Linked DNA regions of Anas platyrhynchos: region 1 is linked to region 2. The links are chromatin contacts, called in public Hi-C maps. All regions are on one chromosome and are shown on one strand. Each heading gives the region's core, a stretch centred on a gene start, on an enhancer-like site or on the middle of the called end of the contact. The rest is flanking DNA. Distances are from core to core; before and after follow the strand shown. Region 1 holds the start of ATP5MC3 (ATP synthase membrane subunit c locus 3). Region 2 holds the start of WIPF1 (WAS/WASL interacting protein family member 1).

Evidence for each region. A called contact is a pair of places that touch in the nucleus more often than the background predicts.
Region 1: a Hi-C map of subcutaneous adipose tissue shows a contact between it and region 2, with 2.9 times the contacts expected there. The contact joins the promoter of ATP5MC3 here to the promoter of WIPF1 in region 2. A contact is called at or near these places in 4 of 8 Hi-C or Micro-C datasets (liver, skeletal muscle and subcutaneous adipose tissue).

Annotation. Positions count from the first base shown.
Region 1 is chr7:22,815,610-22,818,309 of IASCAAS_PekinDuck_T2T, reverse strand. ATP5MC3 (ATP synthase membrane subunit c locus 3) reads left to right here and starts at 1,399. Exons shown (of 5, transcript XM_027461005.3): 1 at 1,399-1,555; 2 at 1,657-1,735; 3 at 2,647-2,700. The coding sequence starts at 1,697.
Region 2 is chr7:22,620,280-22,622,979 of IASCAAS_PekinDuck_T2T, reverse strand. It overlaps WIPF1 (WAS/WASL interacting protein family member 1), which reads left to right and starts at 1,284. Exons shown (of 8, transcript XM_072040964.1): 1 at 1,284-1,492.

The DNA.
Region 1 (2,700 bases), core at 150-2,649, 200 kb before region 2:
AGGAGTGGCTGAGGGCACTGGGCCTGTTCAGCCTGGAGAAGAGGAGGCTGAGGGGAGACTCATGGCGGCCTCATGAGGGGGAGTGGAGGGGCAGGTGCTGATCTGTTCTCTTTAGTGACCAGTGATAGGACCCAAGTGAATGGTGTCAGGCTGCGACAGGGGAAGTTCAGGCTGGCTATCAGGAAGAGGTTCTTCACCAAGAGGGTGGTTGTGCACTGGAACAGGCTCCCCAGGGACATAGTCACTGCACCGAGCCTGTTGGAGTTTAAGAAGCATTTGGACTGTGCTCTTAGTCATATGGTCTGAATTTTTGGGTAGATCTGTGTGGAGCCAGGAGTTGGACTCAATGATCCTTATGAGTCCCATCCAACTTGGGATATTCTACGATTCTATGAGTTGGAAATTACACCATTCCTTAGAGCACCAATGAACTTCTCTGGGGACCTAGCAGCAGGTCAAACCAATAGGAAATAGAGTGAGATTAACAGAAGTCTTTCTTTATGAAGAACTGCTTGAATTAAGCTGAACATGGTCCCCAGAGATCAATAACTGTGCTTCTGACTCCTCCTAAAAGCAACAACTGAGTTGCATGTAAAATATAATATCAGCTGTTATGCCTTAAGAGCAACAATAAACAAGTGTTTAATGGTGGTTTTTTATGTTGCTCAGACCAAACAGCTTGTGAATGCATTTTTGCAAAGCATTCCAGAGCAGGAATCATGACAGAAAATGCACAACACTCCTGAGACTCCAGGTTGATTTTAGGAACTGACAGGAAAATATGTGACTTGAGAACAAAAAGCACAGTCTGTTAGGGCATGTGAGATCACCCTGGCAAAGATGCAGAAGACAGATATAAAATGTACATTTGGATGGGTAATAAATACATTTATTTTGAGGTGAATAGAATTTAAATATTCACTGGTATGCCTTTGGTAGGGTGGTGTTGATCAGCAGTACAGCAGCGTGTAAGGAATTCCACCAGGGCAGCACCCACACTTACTTTATGTTTTTTTTATTCGTGGTGCTGGAAAGGTTCGTTACCACAGCGGCGTGTGGGTGGATTCTCAATTTTTTTCAACAAGAGAAGTTCTGACAAACTGGTAAAGGTTTTGCCACTGTCACGTATATCTTCCTCGATGTTTGCGCATGTACTTCTGTTCCCAAACCATGGGTGCAAAGTGTGAAGTAGAAAAAAAAAAAAAAAAAAAAAAAAAAAAAAAAAAGAGCTATATCTTTTCCTAGCCTGAAGGCCAGGCAAGGCCACAAACGCCCTCCCACCCCGCGGCCCAATGGAGGCTCCGTGTAGGACAGGGCGGGGGCGGGGCCGAGCGCGGGGGCGGGGCCACTCGGGGGCGGCCCCCTCCGCACCGCCCCCCGGCGCTGCCAATGGCGCCGGCACAAAGTGACCTTGGCGGCTCCCCCCCGCCCCTTCCGCCGCGCTGCATCCGGGCGCCCGCCGCCGGCCCCGCCGCGCCTGCGCAGAGCCCGCCCCTCCCGCAGCGCCAGCCCCAGCCCGTCGGCCCTGAGGAGCGGCAGCCGCAGCCGGAGCCGGGTGAGTGGCGGCGCCGCCATCCGCCCCCATCCGCCCCCATCCGCCCGCCCGCCCGCCGCCACCCGCCCGGCCGCCCCCTCACCCTCTCGCTCTCCCCGCAGAGACACCGGATTGTGGCCCCCGGGGACGCCGCCCGCCGAGATGTTCGCCTGCGCCAAGCTCGCCGCCTCGCCCGCCCTGGTGAGCGCGGCGCCCCCGGCCCGCGGAGAGGCCCCGGCCGCTCCTCACCGCGCCCCCCCGGGGCCGGGCGGCGGCCGCGGGGCAGCGGGGGCCGGGAGGGGCCCTGGGGCTGCCCTAGGACGAGCCCCGGGGGACGTGGGGGGTGGTAGGGGGGCGGCGGGGCCGGGGGCTGCCTCGGTTGGGGCCGGGGTCCTCGTCAAGGTGAGGGGCCCCTTGGGGCGGGCAGGGCCGCGCAGCGCCCGGCGGCTGGGCCTGGTGCGCAGCGCCTCGCTGTAGGTCAAACTCCAGGCAGTGCCCGGCCTGCGCGGGGCGGGGGATTCTTGCCCTTGTGGAGACAAGGGGCTGACCTCCTTCCAAACGTCCTCTCTGGCCTGCGGAACAGCCCCTCTCGCAAGCAGCGGGCACGGCACGGCCTGCAGGAAGAGCTTTGTGCGAGAGCAGGGATGACCTTAGGCGGCTGGAAGCCCAAGGACATACGCAGGCCTCTCGTGAAGGAGGATTCATTCATTGGTGCCTTGCTAGGCTTCAATGTCTACGCTACGTCCTTGCGTTTAGCAACCTGGGAATTCATTTTGGAATCTTGTATTTTCTCATTTTAAAACGCATATCGCTGCCACCTGGTCTGTTTTCCCTTTACTTGGTCGCTGTTTTGTTACGTTTCCTGTCAGCAGGAATAGCTTCATTGAATAATCTAGCTATTCATAAAATGTCATCTGAAAACGGCGCTATCAAATTGCGCGGCAGCATTTGTTTCCATATAATCTACTGTATATCCAGCAGTGCAAAGATTTCTGTCTTTCTGTTAAGACAAATGGGTTAGCAGATGATAGTCTTAAAACCTTAAATAAGACTTTACAGGAACAACTGTAATCAGGTGTTTCTTCTTTATAACTTTTTCCCTCCTTTTCCAGATCCGTGCCGGATCAAGAATCTTGTACAGACCAATTTCGGCATCTGTGTTCTCT
Region 2 (2,700 bases), core at 35-2,534:
GTCCCTGTACAGACCTCCCTGCCACAGCACGTCCTCCCAACCCCTTCAGCTGGCTTCTAAACCAAGCAGATCCTGATGAGTGTTTATTACTTATCCCATATGGAGCTGGGAATAAACACATCATATGATATTTCTCCACTACCTAATCAAGAGGAAGCTGTTTGCCTGTATGTGATTTCGAATCTGCTTTCAGCTAACCAATGACCCAAATACAGTATGCAGAGTTTAGGAACCCCATGTGGATTTGTGAGCCTCTTTAGAAAGCTTTAGGTCTGTGATTCCATAAAGGCAGTAAGCAGAGAATACCTGCAGCTTTTCCATTTGTGAGCTCCCTAATTTTTGCTTGCGAACTAATCTAGGTCACGCACATAGGGCAGAAGAGGGTAGAGGGAAGGAAGAAAAAAAAAAAAAAAAAAAAAGAGCATTGTACCTGTTTTTCTGTATTGCAATGCCCCAAGCATTCAACAACACAAAAACGGAGAAATGACCTACATAAAAGGCTGGCAAGGTTTGAGACCTTACACTAGAGGCAAATCAGTAATGCCATTGCTCCCAGGACAGCATGTCTCACCTTAATGCTGTCGTTGTGATTGGTAATGTCTTAGTAAAAAGCACAAAATTAAATTTTTAGAGGTTAGCCCAGCACACAGATTACTCAGTCTTTGACCTCGCTGGGACATGTTGCTGCAAGGGAACCCAGAATGCATTGAAGTTTTTCGGGACACCTGTCCCTAACATTCATCTGGTTCAGACAGCAGCATTATGCAGCTGCTGAGCTGGACCATGTTCTTGCATGGACTGCACAAAAAGCATCCAAATACCTCCAAAAAGTGAAATCCTGCAGGGACAAAAAGCACCTAGGGTGAAATTTACCGGCCCGGTCAGACACCCAGCAGGCAGCCTCCTGCCCTTCCAGCCTCATTCCCGTCTGCCCAAGCACACCCTTTGGGCACAATTTTCCACTCCAGACCTCGGTACTGGTCCCAGAGACGTTAACAGAAGTTTTATTTCTAGGAATTTTAATCACGGTTAGAGGGAATAGGAAGCAGAGTATCTCTTGTCTGGCAAAGCCATCTCTGCGTGAGTTAATTGAGGCAAGAAGCACAAATCCCTTTAGGGCCACCATGCGGAGAGGGGTAATTGACCTTCCCACACCCCTGCGTACTGCAGACCTTCAGGGGAAAAAAAAAACAACTTCGTCTTCCTCGCTGCTTAATTCCCTTTGCCCTCCTCCCCCTGCCCGCCGCGGCGGGGCTGCCCCGCTCCTCCCCGGGCTGAGCCCCGCGGGCAGACCGGGGGGCACCGGGGGGCCTCGGGCAGCGCTGCGGGGCCCGGGGCCGGGCTCGGGGCCGGTGCAGCATCTCTGGCGGCGGGGAGCGGCGCCCCAGAGCCGCGCGGCGCCGCTTCCTGCGGCTATAAATAGCGCCCGGCCCAACATGCCCCGGCCGCCGCTGCGGCTGGAGCGCCGCCGGCTGCACCGCGACGGAGCGCGGTAAGGAGGGGGCCGGGGGGCCGGGCAGGGACCCCCGCCGGGACCCCCGGAGGCGGCAGGGACCGCGGCGCCCCGCTGTGGGCAAGGGGCGGCGCGGTGCCCCTCGGGGAGCCGGGAGCTGAGCCTCGCGTCGCGCCTGTCCCTTCTCTCTCTCTCTGTTTTCTTCCAGACTTCTCTATTCGGGCTTGGACGCGCTCCTGCCTCCTGCAGCCGCTCCCGCTCCTCCTCTGCGCTGGCCGGGCTGGCACCCTTCCTCCCTCCTTCCCCGCTTCCCCCCGGCGTTCCTGCTTCCCCCGGGGCAGGGGATGGCGTCGGGTGAGGCCTGGCCTCCGGGTGCACCCCGGGCTGTGCCTCTGCCCCGGCCTCCACGGGGGTGGCTGGCGGCACCGCATCCCTCCTGGCGGTGACACGGGTGGGGACAGCCCCGCCGAGCACGTGCGGTGCCCAGCCCGTGCTGCCGTCCCCTGTGGGCACCGGGTGAGCCCTGCGGCTGGGTGCCACCCAGGTCTCTGCCCTCTGAGCTGGCTCTCGGGGGTTTTCTGGAGGAGATGCGTTTGCAGACCTCGAGTAAACAGCCGTAAGGTCTCAGCCTTCCCTCCTCGTGTGCTGCTGTGCTCTAATGGCTGCTCCTCGCCTCTCAATAAAAACATCTCCTGTGGGGCAGGACCGTGTCCCTGCCCTGAGTGTGCGTTCTTCAGCCCCTGCCGTGTGCCCTGCTCAGGCCTCCTAACTAAAACAAGAGCTTGTCTCTGCTGCTCAGTAGATGTGCTTATTCAGGAATCCACTGTGAGGCAACTTTAAATTGCTTTTTTATTCCTGTGGCGCTTCCTCAAAGAAAGGGCCTTAGCAAGCAGCTTTCCTCAGTCTTCCTGGCCTCCAGAGGGTGGGCAGTGTGTTCTGCTCCTCGCTCATGCCCTTTGTCACTGCCTGCTTCCACTTTTCCCCTCCCTTTCTCCATGCCTGCCAGCTCCTCCAGCCACAGGGTGCCTAGGAGGCCCCATGGAGAAGTCCTGTCCTGTTAGTTAGTGCCTCCACACTGGACCTGTGGTGTGCCCTGCTGGGGAGCCATCCCTTACAGAAGGGCACGAGGGATGGCTGTGACAGCGCAGAGGAGCCTGCTCTGGCAGTGTGGCTCCCTGAGGGAAAGGTGTCCCCGGCCCTGTGGCCTAGGTGAAGCGCTGGGTGACTGCGCTGGCCCTGGCGGTGCT